Linked DNA regions of Triticum aestivum: region 1 is linked to region 2. Evidence: chromatin contacts called from public Hi-C data. All regions are on one chromosome and are shown on one strand. Each heading gives the region's core, a stretch centred on a gene start, on an enhancer-like site or on the middle of the called end of the contact. The rest is flanking DNA. Distances are from core to core; before and after follow the strand shown. Region 1 holds the start of LOC123131924 (50S ribosomal protein L4). Region 2 holds the start of LOC123131922.

Evidence for each region. A called contact is a pair of places that touch in the nucleus more often than the background predicts.
Region 1: a Hi-C map of leaf shows a contact between it and region 2, with 5 times the contacts expected there. The contact joins the promoter of LOC123131924 here to the promoter of LOC123131922 in region 2. A contact is called at or near these places in 2 of 5 Hi-C or Micro-C datasets (both in leaf).

What each region holds. Positions count from the first base shown.
Region 1 is chr6A:45,774,293-45,781,085 of IWGSC CS RefSeq v2.1, reverse strand. It overlaps LOC123131924 (50S ribosomal protein L4), which reads right to left and starts at 2,021. Exons shown (of 7, transcript XM_044551648.1): 1 at 1,754-2,021; 2 at 737-854. The coding sequence starts at 1,852.
Region 2 is chr6A:44,980,763-44,986,811 of IWGSC CS RefSeq v2.1, reverse strand. It overlaps LOC123131922, which reads right to left and starts at 4,638. Exons shown (of 3, transcript XM_044551646.1): 1 at 3,007-4,638; 2 at 2,267-2,456; 3 at 940-1,507. The coding sequence starts at 4,539. The coding sequence ends at 1,380. It overlaps LOC123131923 (adenylate kinase isoenzyme 6 homolog), which reads left to right and starts at 4,698. Exons shown (of 3, transcript XM_044551647.1): 1 at 4,698-5,060. The coding sequence starts at 4,857.

The DNA of each region.
Region 1 (6,793 bases), core at 772-3,271, 800 kb before region 2:
TTGTTGCTACATTAAAACTGAACCTGATTACAGGTGTCCACTTTAAGCGTTGGCAGACCAAAACTACCTTGTGGCTCACAGCGATGAATGTGTTCTGGGTCACTGGTGGCACTCCCGAAAGAACGATTCCTCCTGATCAGAAGGCATTTAGGGAGGCCAGCACCACCTTTCTTAGAGCCATTTTGAGTGTGATCGGAGACAAGTTAGATGATGCATATCTCCTTATGCGGGTTGCCTTCAAGCTCCTTAGCGATGTACTTTTATCTCATGTGCCTCATCCAGCACAGGACAGTTTTCAACCATGCTGCAGTCATGGAACTACTCCATGGCAATACAACACGCTCCCAGCATTACTACCACCAGATTTTTCCTTGAGCGCATCCCACAAGTTCTTGGCAACCCACATATGGAGATATGCATCAACTAAGTTGTCTCCGATCACACTCAGAACGGCTCCTACAAAGACGGTGGTGGCCTCCCTAAACGCCTTCTTCTGATCAAGAGTAATCATTCCTTCGGAAGTGCCGCCAGCAACCCAAAACACATTCATCGCTGTGAGCTACATGGTAGTTTTGGTCTACCAATGCTTAAAGTGGACACCATAAAACAGGTTCGGCTTTAATGTAGCACCAAAGCCTTGAATCAAAAATTGCCTATAAAAAGTGTTGTTTTTATCTAACTCAAGAGAAACAGCATTGTGATAGCAGCAGATGGATAAGAAACACCAGAAACACACCAAGCTCTCGGTCTGGTGTCCAGACAGTCTTGCTAGATAGAAGTTCCGGTGGAATCAGCACTTCATTTGCTGGAGCCATAAGAGTAGAATACCCATTGGAGTAGACATTTGGCAAAATCTGCAAATGATGAAAGCTAACTGAGAAGGCAGAACAAGAATCAGATGCCATGAAATATAGCCAAGACACTTAATAGTTAATACATAACAAGATACAGAAAATAAACTTTTGAACATAGCACATTGTTGCTATTTGCTAATCCTCACTGAGACAGAACTCGAGCAAGCCCATATTTGTTAATGATTGCAATCTGGATCTGAAAGTACCTGAGCAAGCTGATACCTAAACCCAATCACACTCAATCAAATGCTACATTTCCAAACTAGAAGCGACCAAGCATAAAATCCACCACAAAAATCTGTTCACAGAGTAGCATCTGGTTATCTGTCAGGTCCTATAACGAGGGGCAGTTTTAGCACATACATCTATAGGCACCAAACAAACGAGGGACAAGCTCAGTTATCCAATGCTACACAAGCCTGGCAGCCATATCCAACGGCAGTTGTTATTTAGCATCATGTCTTAATTACTGTTGATTTTAGTTCAGTTAAAACAGGCAGTCTGTTTAGCCATTTAACTCTACTGTTCTGCCACTATACTCATGGAAGCTGTTCAGTTATCTATGCCTCTCAGGTTGTGAATGAGAAGTAAGAAGAAAAATCCCTGAAACTACTAATTTCTTAAGAGTAGATAGCAGCATATGCGATTTCTTCTTCCCAAATATCAGGAATATGACCCAAACCCCCAAAAAATCAGTGTCAATTGCTCCACAAATCCTGACTGGCTGATGGGATCTTGGTACCATCCCGACGGACGCGCCCAAATCCATGGTTTCTAAAACCGTCGTAAACCCTACATATCCAGCAAGCGAAATGCGGTCTCACGTATTCCAACTGGCGGAGCACGTCGCACCAGCCCCAAGGAGAACCAACGTGACAGATGGGGTTCGAGAGCCAGACCTTGGCGAGGAGCGGGGTGTCGCGGCCGGCGGCGCCGAGCTGAGGCGGGCAGGCCACGGCTCGGCGCAGGAGGGACGCGGCACGTGCGAGGGCTTGCATCGGCTGGCCGCGTCCTCTCCGCCCGGCTCCAGCAAGGCTAGGCTGGTGGTTTTCGCGGCGGCGGCGGCGGCGGCGGCTGACGGGGAGGGAGAGAGGATGGAGCAGGAGGGTTCTGGAGGGGAAAGGGTTGACGGGTCGGGCTCGGCTCTGCCTGGCTGGGCTGCGTGTTTTTTTAGATCAACAGGCCAAACGAGCCCGCCCGTGCTAATCGTGTCTTTCACGGAAAATCCTATGCGCCGCTCATTGCGTCAAAATGTCGACAGAACGCACAGGCAATACCCCGCATCGCTAGCAATGGGCCGGCCCATTAAACCAGAGCTAGACATCCGGTTTTGGGAAGCCTCTAGAAGGTTCCCTGAACCGTTTTTTCTTGTTTTTACCGTTTTTCCTGTTACTTCTTGGGTTTTTTCGTTTTTCTTTTCTCTGTTTTTCTGTTTCGTTTTCTTCTTCTTTTTCTGGTTTCCGTTTTTTCCCTTTTTTGTTTCTTTCGAAAATTGTTCAGAAAGTCCAAAATTTGTTCGTGTTTCTAAAAAAGTTCCAAATTTCAAAAAATGTTCGTGTTTAAAAAAAATGTTCAAAATTCGAAAAATGTTTGCTTTTTCCAAAAATTGTTCCGGCATTAAAAAATTATTCTGAATGTTTTTGTTCAAAAAATTTCACATTTTTAGAAAACGTTTCTGTTTTAAAAATTGTTCATGTTTTCATTTTTTCAGAAGTTTCAAAAATGTTCCAGTTTTAAAAATTGTTCATGTTTTCATTTTTCAGAAGTTTAAAAAAATGTTCCAGTTTTAAAAATTGTTCACAAGGTTTTAAAAAATCGTGTTTGGAAATTTTGTTCAGGAATTTGAAAATATGTTCACCTTTCCAAATTTTGTTCTGAAATTTGTAAAAATGTTCTGGTTGCAAAAAAACTGTTCAAGATTTTCAAAAAATATTCTTGTTTTTCGAAAATTTTATAGCTTTTTAAAAGTTGTTCACAAATTTAGTAAGTTTTTGCTTTTCACACAACATTCCGTTTTTAAAAAAATATTGCTTCCGAAATTCTTAGACTAATTCAGATCTGCGCAGCTTATTTGTTCTTTAAGTTTGATGCTAGCCATTTCATCAGCTACGACTGCTAGCCTAGTTGGCAAGAAGTCATGCTGTGTAGCCAAGCATCGCGCGTTCGAATCTTTGTCAACGCCTATTATTTTTTAGCTACAGGGCGCGTTCGTGCCGTGCCAGCCCACATGCTGCACCTATCAGCCCAGGCACGGCCAAGAATAACTAGTTGGCGAGCGCTTCTTTGGGAGCCTCCTAACCATCACTTGACATGCTCTTAACTGTCGGCCCGCCGCCACGTGTCACACTCTGGTCGTTCCCTTTAAATTTTTTAATTTTTTTCGCACGTGTTTTCAGCTTTTTAAATGGTTTTTATTTTTTTGAAATTTTTACTTTTTCACCGATCTTCCTTAACTTTTGAAAAAGAATCCAAAAAAAATTATGCGTAAAATATGTTTTTTTCTTCTGCAAGAGGCACGATTTTGCTTTCGCGGGAGGCACAGTTTTGCTTTCGCAAGAGGTACGACCATGCTTTTCGGAAACATGAAAAAACATGCTTTTAGTGTTTTTTTCTGCGAGAGGCGTGGTTTTGCTTCTGCGAGAGGCATGATTGTGCTTTCGCGAGCCTATCGGAAACAGGACAAAAATGTGTTTTTTGTTTTTTTTCCTTTCACGAGAAGTACGGTTTTGATTCCGTAAGAGGTACGGTTGTGCTTTCGCGAGAGACATGGCCATGCCTTTTGGAAATGAAAAAACGCGTTTTCTGTATATTTTTTTTCTTCCGCGAGAGGCATAGTTTCGTGATCATGCCTCTCAAAAACGCAAATAAAACATGTTTTCTGTTTTTTCCCATCCGCGAGAAGCAAGCTTTTACTTCCGCGAGAGACACGATTGTGCTTTTGCGAGAGGCACGGGCGTGCCTCTCGGAAACGGAAAAAAAATGCGTTTTCTGGTTTTTTCGCGAGTGGCACAGTTTTCCTTCCGCGAGAGATGCGGCCGTGCCTCTTTCAGAAAGGAAAAATATGTGCTCCCAATTAGGTTTTTCATTCATCTTTTTTCATGAAAAAAAGTTTGTTAAACCTATCAACATGAAATCTAATTTGAAGTTCTCGATGCGAGGAATCCAATGATGAAAAAACGGTTTAAAATTTGGACGCACGGTTTAAGAGATAAAATGTTTTGAATAAAGGACGTACGGAAAAAGAGATAACTCTCAGATCACGATAAATGGCGTGGGTGTAGTGCGTCATTTGTCGTAACCTAAAAAGATGAGAGTGATCTTTGAAAGGAATATTCCTTAATTAGTTATTTCGGGCATGACCGCTTACCTAAACAGGCCGGCCCGTCGGCACGCCAAGCACTCTTGGGCCATGTACTTTCTGCCTGTTGAGCTATAGCCTATAAATATTTTAAATATCTAGGAAAAACAAAGAACTAATTGTGTAGTCTCGTACCAGCCCGCGTCCCCGTCCCCCGCCCCTGCTTGGCTCATGACGTGCATGTGTGCTAGCGGGTCGGCCCAGCTGGCACGACCCATTTGGCCAGTTTTGCCGGCTCCGTTGCACATAGACGCCCGAATAAAATGGGATTGTTTTGTCCAGTACAGATATAACCAGCGAGATAAAATGAAAATTGAAAAGCACACCATACACTTGACGTTTTAAGCTATTTACAAAGTGGCAGTAAAACTGAAACACCAAAAAACAGGGAAACATGCTACGATAAAGATGCTACACTTGCAGCTGAGGGGTTGGGGCAGCGGCTAATAGACAATCTCCGGTGTAGATGTAGGACTCATCAACCCCAGGCCACCCAGCACGAAGTTAGTTGAGTAACCATCGACAGCTCCTTGCTCCTTCACCCCCACTCCAGTTGTGTGTGTCTTCTCAGCAAGCCTTGTAGGTGGGGGCAGAAATTGGTCCATCTGTTCCAGCATGTGGTCCTTGAATAGGAGGCGCCATTTCTTGACAGTTCTTAAAACCATCGACCAAACCTGGGTTAAAGAAAGTCAAACAACACTGTTAAAAATCATGTTGTTCCTGTGCTTCCATATATACCATAAAACAACAGATGAAACAGAGTTAATGGCATCCATTTTCTTGCTCGCAATCCAACATGAAGAAATAGATTCCACAGAGATGCAAATTTGTTTAGAGAGAAAGGAACTAATCTCCTCCCAAACAATCTTGGCTATTAAACAGTCAAAGAAGAGAGGTTGCACACTCCCACGCTCTAAGCAGAAAACACACTCCACAGGTTTTCCCTTGTCATAATCTTATTATAAGCAACTAACCACAATAAAATATGTATCCTGGGAGGTACAATAAGCTTCCAGACAGCAGGAATAAAAATAGAAGAGACCCCCCTATAATTGATATTGCATAAAGAGAGCTTGAGGAGTAAACCCATGAAGCTGTGTATTACCACACTAGAGAGTCAGTATCCTTAGTAAAGAGATACTATTAGCAATAGCCTCTAACTCAAGCCAATTACATATCATAGGAGGTGAGAAAGCTCTTCTAAAAGTGAGTTTCAGGGTTACCCCATCTCCCACTTGTCTAATAGTTTGCCCCTGTTCTCTACAAAAGACATATAGGTCCCAGAATTGAATGGAAAGAGGTGATGAACCAAACCAGCAATCTTCCCAAAATATAATTTTATTACCATCCCCCAAGTGCCCATTTGTATCCGACTGCCCTAGAGGACCATACTAATCCTTTCCAGAAGGTTGATGCATCTTTATCTTGGATACATAAAATGTTTGCCATTGGTTTGTACTTCGTTCGTAAAGAAATATAAGATTGTTTAGATCACTATTTTAGTGATCTAAACGCTCTTATATTTCTTTACAGAGGAAGTAATTATTATCAACTACAGTTCTCTAGATCTTCCCCTCATCAAACATGTACCTATTCACCTAGGCACCCAACAGACAGATATTAAGATCATGAATGTTGGGAATGCCCAAACCTCCAAAATCCTTTTTCATGGTGACTAAAGGACAATTTGCCAAATGTATCTTCCTATGGTCTTCAAAACCATTCCGAAGGCAGTTTGCCATCTGGGTGTTAATCATGTCTACTGCCCATTTGGGGAATCTGCCGGATAGATGGGGATCGGATGCTAGCAAGACAAGCCTAGTCTAGCAGGATGGGAGAGTAACTTGCCTCTCCACCATGCAATCCTCTTCAGGATTTTATCAATGAGAGGTTGGACATCCTCTCTAGACAATTTCTCAAAATCTAAAGGCACCCCTAAGTATTTTATAGGGAATTTGCCTATTGGACAACCAAAGAAATCTACAAAGGCCCAATCTCATTTGCTTCTAAATTTTGGGGGATCATCTCACTTTAGTTGTAATTAATCCTCATCCCTGATACTTTCTCAAAACAGGTAAAGATCCATTTTAGGTTTGTGGCCATGGAGTGATCACTATCTACAAAGAGGATAGTGTCATCAGCATACTGCAAGCCATGAGCAAGTCTTTTGATTAAAGGTTATCAGAGGCTTTCACAAACATCCTAGTCAATGCATCTACCACTAAATTGAAAAGCAAAGGCGACAAAGGGTCCCCTTGTCATCTTGATCCACTTGACCCATTTAACATCAAAACCCTTCTAAGAGGACAAGTAAGGAATTTAAATCTACTTTGTCAAAAGCCTTTTCATAATCATGTTTTAAGACCACGCCCTTCCTTTAGACCTAACAATAGAATGTATTACTTCATGGGCAGTAACCACACTCTCTAAGATATATCTGATTATCTTCCTGATGTGACAACTGGTTCCAAAGATATTGTTTAACATCCAAAAATATTTCAAGTTATTTTTTTCGACATTTTAGACAACATGTGTATCAAACATTAAGCGACCGTCTTTGGGAGCCATCGTTTTTTTGTGT
Region 2 (6,049 bases), core at 3,389-5,888:
CTGAAAATCATAGAGCATCCTGTATTAGGCACCTCTCACCTTTGTCTCAAAAAAAAGACACCTCTCACCTCATGAGTCATTTTGCTCAACAACAAAAAAAACCTCATGACTCATTTTTTGCCAAACTGTCATCCTAATCATCTTCTTATGAGATTCTTCAAGCTAAACGTGGATGCTTAATTTGATGTGCACTCATGAACAGGAGGATCAGGCGCTCTCATTAGAGATCAACTCGGCTATTTCACGTCGGCTAGTTGCCGAGGGATCCCTTTTGTTTGATGTTGCAACAGCTGAAGCTCGTGCTCATGTCCCAAGGTTTAATACTTGCCGGGCAAGTGCTGCAAGCAAAATCGTCATGGTGGAATCTGACCATATGGAGGCCCTCAAGGTTATGCATCAGGAGGCGATTCTACCAGACATGAGTGCGACGACGGTCTATGAGGAGTGTCCGTTTCGTTGTCTCAATTTTGTCCAACTAATATTAGTCCTTGTTCTAAGGATACTAATATGGCAGCGCGTGTCTTAAATAGTTGGGTGTTAGATGAACATGTCTTAACCTGTAAGCTGTAGCTGCAGCTCGCATCGGCGTCCCTGATGGTGGGGTGGACGGCTGCGGCGCCGCCATCTCCACGTCGGGACTGCCCTGCAGAGATCCTCGACGGAGATGTTGTTCCTTCGCTCCACCCTTCTGTAGCAGGCATCAAGAAACCAAGCAGCTGCACATTGTAGCCTTTTCTTTTACAGAAGTGGTAGCATTTTGTGCTGCAGTAGTTAGTATTGATTTTCTCCTTCAAGATTGCTGCAGTAGTTAGTAATCAAGATTGACAGGAACAATGGTTCAAGATTGCTGCGGTAGTCAGTATTGATTTTGTTCTAAATCACGCTTGCTGCAGTAGCTAGCAATCCTGTTGAGTTCACTGAATGTTAATGGGCATCATGTTCCAGAATTCAGAGGGTTCTCTCGCTGTATATACTCTTACATCAGAAAGGTCATAAACATTACACTTCTATGAATATCATCCCAAGGGGCAAACGAGTGACCTGAAATTTTGAATATCATCCCAAGGGGCAACCGATTTACTTTGAGATTCCAGAAAAAAAATTCGGGATGCCCGTCCCAGGAGAAACTCACAGTTGTTACTAGCCAAAATTCGGCAGCCAACCAAGCGCCCTCTACATATCTCTGAGCAACCTTCTGTTTCTTATGCTTGCATGACTATACATAACATACCACGATCTGATGATGCACCAAGATCCTAATAGACCTGTGCTGCAGTCATAAGTTCCCTTCACTCGGCTCCTTTCCTATACAAGAACACAAGTTGTACTTCATCCAGGCATTCAGATGTTGATCCGTGGGCTGGCCTAGAAAATAGAAATCATGCATCAATCCCTGGCCCTGGGTACGCAGGGAGACTCATGATCCGCCTGTCAACCACAGGGGCACCCACCGTAAAATGGTACAAGCTTTGGAACTCCAGGTCTTTCAAACCAAGAACCTCATGAACTGCACAACAAATGTATGTAGGAAATTAATTAGATATTTTGTCAGGAATTTAAATTACAGGTAATACCTACAGCTACCAAAGAATAATGAAAAACTGAAATGAGTTAAGGAGTTAAGTTTTTGGAAACAAGATCTTCCAAGTTCCAAGGGTACCAATAGGTAGTTCACGATTTCCGAACCTCAAAACATAATACTGATAAATTTGTACTTGCTACAAACTGAATCATGTAGAAACAAGTCAAACAACATATATGATCTGTTATTCAAGATTAAAGCATATACATGTAAGATTTTAGTGACCAAAACCAATAAAGCAGCAAGGTTTCCCTGATCCATACACAAGAACACATTGTGATGATTTTTAATTGTAAGGGGGAACCTTGTACCCGCCCACACAATAATTTCCCACACTTTAATGCGGCATTTACAAAGTATTCAGCAAAAGGACCATAAGAGGCTTAGTCATTCCACCTCTTGACAGTACAATTATATCTTTAGCTTAAGCTTACTAAATGATCTGCAAGCGTGAACACAACAAATGCAGCTTTATAGCTTGGTTTGAAGTTTGAACCACGAGGCGTAACTGTTCAGCACAATGGTATGTTCTAAATCGGTTGTTCAGAGAGAAAAGTTGGGTACCAGCAAATGAAGATTACTTGCCAAACACAGCTAGTAAGATCTATTTACCATATATAGTTAAGGGAGCATACATACAGTTCAATTACTAACTGGTCTTTTGAAAATACCGGATCATCTTACCAGCATCATCAAAGTAGCAACCAATCCCCGTGGCAGATATCCCTACAGCATGCGCCTCAAGGTAGAGAACTTGACCAAGAACACCAGTCTCCCAGAATAAACGAGGATACATCCATTCACCTTTGTCATCCAGCACAGGTTCAAATCGAGCAATCATCCCAAGGCTAAAACATCCATGTGAGGCAATATCCTGCATCAAGAATCAGGAATGCATCATGAGCATCTCACCTCCAATTCCATGATAAACTATAAAACTAATACTTTGAGTATTCACATGAGCTCCACTAATTACTGCAAAAATAAATAAAACCACACAACATCCCAACTTGGCGGGTTCCCCTATCGAAGGATAACGGAACAAGGTTTGACACCCTACGGTGTAAAAGAAAAAAAGAAAGGAAACTAAGCCAAAAACAAAAGCAACCACATGCTACTTGAACTTGTATCATAACATAGAGCTAAACAGGCAAACAGCGGCACCACATCTACAGGTGGGAGATTAAGTTTCTGAACTTCAGCCACACAGGGACCCCATTGATCAGCATGATTGAGACACACAAGCAGAAGGAATCCAAACAATGTTCTTCACCAAACAGAAGGTAGCCTCTACATACAGTTTGAGCATGGCAAAGGCCATTCATTATAAATCAATGAAAAAATTGTTCAGCAGCCACAAAGATATAATTATTTGTGTTAAAAGAAGCCATAAGCAATAACAGTTGCTGAATTTGATCATATACCTGCATACATGATATCTGCATTGCCAACCTCTGGCAATCCCCTTTCATCAGCCTGTAGAGTGGGAGGCCATCAGGGCATCCCTCTGGTCGAGCCCACTCAAAATCTTGTCGCATAGCATGTCGTAATGTATCAAAATGCTCTTCGTTCCTAACCAAGAAATACAGCCCCTTGGGCAGTCCTGAGACACGGTGCACAAACAGTGCGGCGTGCACCTCTGCGTCCCATGGCAACACGCGAAATGGTAGAGCGCTCTGTGGTCCCTGTCGCCCCCCCGGGCTAACCTCGCCTGAAGGCAGGCAATGCAGCAGTATCTGATAGAATTCCTCCTTCCCCATCACGTGCTCCCCGTCCATGTCAACCGCGCTCCTCCGCCGCCGTACCACCTCCTGCGCCGTGAGATCCTTATACAGCCCTTCCGACAATTTGGAGCTCGTGTTCCACGGGCTCACCGAGAAGCCCTCCCCAGGCATAGGTTGGTGTTTCTTGACAGCCTCTGCCGTCTTGTAAATGACATCCCACACCACATGATCCTTGCTGAGCGCATTCGCCTTGCCCACCCACTCCAACTCATCGAATTCCCTCAGAGCATCACTCATCCTCCCATAGTCCACCTCCGGCTCTTCTGAGCCCGCAGGGAACAACAGGAGAGCACAATCTGGGTGTTGCCTCTCCACCCATGGCGCTGGCCCCTTCTTGCCACTCACCATTTTGATTTTGTCTGCAGGAGCAGGGGCAGGGCACCCTTTGTCAACCCCCACTAGCCTCCCAAGGTCCTGATCGGACAAGCCGTCGAGCAACCGCGCATCCCACCCAAGAGTGGCTGCGGCCAGGGCGACCGCGGCCAGCGCGTGGCCCACGTCGTGGTTGCAGTACCGCAGCGCCCGCTCGCCGTACTTCCAGGCCTCCCGCCAGAAGACGGACGACAGCGCGAGCACTGCGGTGGCCGGCCGCGGCAGGAGCGCCGAGCGGTCCCCGGCGGACAGGGTGGCGCGGGCCTCGAGGAGGTGGTCGCGGGGCGCGTAGTGGGAGAAGACGAGGCGGCTGGGCTCCCGCGGGTCCTCGAACAGGACGTGGGCCTCGGTGGGGTGGAGGTTGCCGCTGCTGGGGTTGACGCGGAGGGACCAGGTGGACGCGCCGGCGGACTTCCAGGCGGAGAGGGCGAGCGAGTGGAAGAGGAGGTCGGAGAGGGAGTCGAGCGAGAGCGGCCGCGGCGGCGGGGGCGGCGCGTGGAAGAGGGCCGGGTAGGGAACGGGCGCCGGGGGCGGCGGGTTGGGGAGAGGGGTGGCGGGGGAAGGCGAGAAGCGGAGGAAGGGGTTGGGCTGGTTGGCCCAGTCGAGGCGGCCCGGGCCGCGCGCGTAGCCGGCCGTCAGGCTGTGCTTGGTCCGGCAGTGGTACTCCGCCGCCGGTGAGGAGGACGGCGTCGCGGAGGGGGAGGCGGGGGCGGAGGACATCGCGACGCGGTGGATGGCCGGGAGGGGAGGAGCGGCGCGGCGAGGGGGGACGTGGTGGCAGCAGCGCCGGAGGAGGAGCATCTCGGGTGGAAGACGTCTCCTCCGGTTCCGGGAGGGAGGGAAGGGGATCGAATGCGGCAGAAGCTTCGGTGAGTGGGCCGGGCCGGGCAGTAAGAGGGACAGCACCCGAGCTTACTCAAAGGCCCAAAGGAAGCCCTAGCCCATCTAAGCTTTCCCCTTCTCTCCCAGTCTTGGCCTCTCTCTCCCCGTCTCCCGTCTCCCTTCCCAGCCGCCTCGTGCCTCGCCCTCTCCCATCTCCGACTGCGCCGCCGCCCCCTGTGCCAGCGTTGCTTGCTCCGGCCCCGTTATCGCCGACTGCTCAGCTCCAGTACTCAGAGATGGCGGCGAGGAGAGCCAGCGCCCGCGCGCGGCCCAACGTGCTGGTGACGGGGACGCCGGGGACGGGGAAGACGACGACGTGCTCCCTCCTCGCCGACGCCGCGGGCGTGGCGCACGTCAACATCGGCGACCTGGTCCGCGAGAAGGGCCTCCACGACGGCTGGGACGAGGACCTCGACTGCCACGTCATCAACGAGGACCTGGTATTGAGCCTCCTCCCCACCCCCAAATCCTAATTAGTAGGAGTAATACACTTGCTTCTGATTCATCCGTAGGCTTCTTCTTGAGGGTGAAATCGTCGGTTCCATTAAGCAATAGGTGCAGCTAAATCACCCACCACACACAGGGTTTATTACAAAGTCAGCTAGCTCACCCACCACATCAGAGTTTCAATTTTGTAGTACCAATTTCGGCAAACAAGGACGGGAAGGGGAAGGGCAAAGTCTCAAACTCACCATGGCTAGGAAAATGTCACCTCTCGCATGGGAGGAGGACATGGAGATGGCTGAGAACTTGAGTGTGGCCATGCTCGGTAGGGAGTTGTGGGGTCGCTTTGATCTGCAGGATGGGGGCACAGTAGCAGTGGCGGCTAGCCTTCTCCTTCAGTTACCGGCGACATCAAGCCAACACCATGGCTGAAGGGAGGGAGCTACATCAGCGTACATATCTGGGGGAGGGAGCAGCGGAGCAGCGGCTGGACCTCGGCCTTCTCCTTCCTCGATGGCGTGGTGACTGCTGCTGCTTGGGGCAGGGGATGAGGGAACACCGGTCGGTTATGGAGAGAATGCGGCGAGAAAGGGGGCACGGGGGTTGTTCTGTATGGATAGGTTTAGGGTTTTGACGTATCCACAAGTATCCAAATTAAATTTTTTTTTGGGAAATGGAAAATCCTCTGATACATACGGGATACATATCTAGGTTTATCTGGATGTATCCCTGTATTGGGACAGTGTCCACCCCTGATACGGCAGCTTTGTGCTGTACCCACTGTTTTTAAGGCGGTAAGGCGAGGCGAGGTGCTGGGGGGGCGCCTCACTGCCTAAGCGCTAAGGCATAAGGCGAGGCGACGCCTTTGAGAGTTCTATGCAACAGAATTAAGTAGAATTTGGTAGGCAGTAGGCAACTAGGCATACAGCCATACACAGCTTGCTGTTGCCTGCTGTCTTGGAGAGGTGCTGCTTGCTTGCTGTCC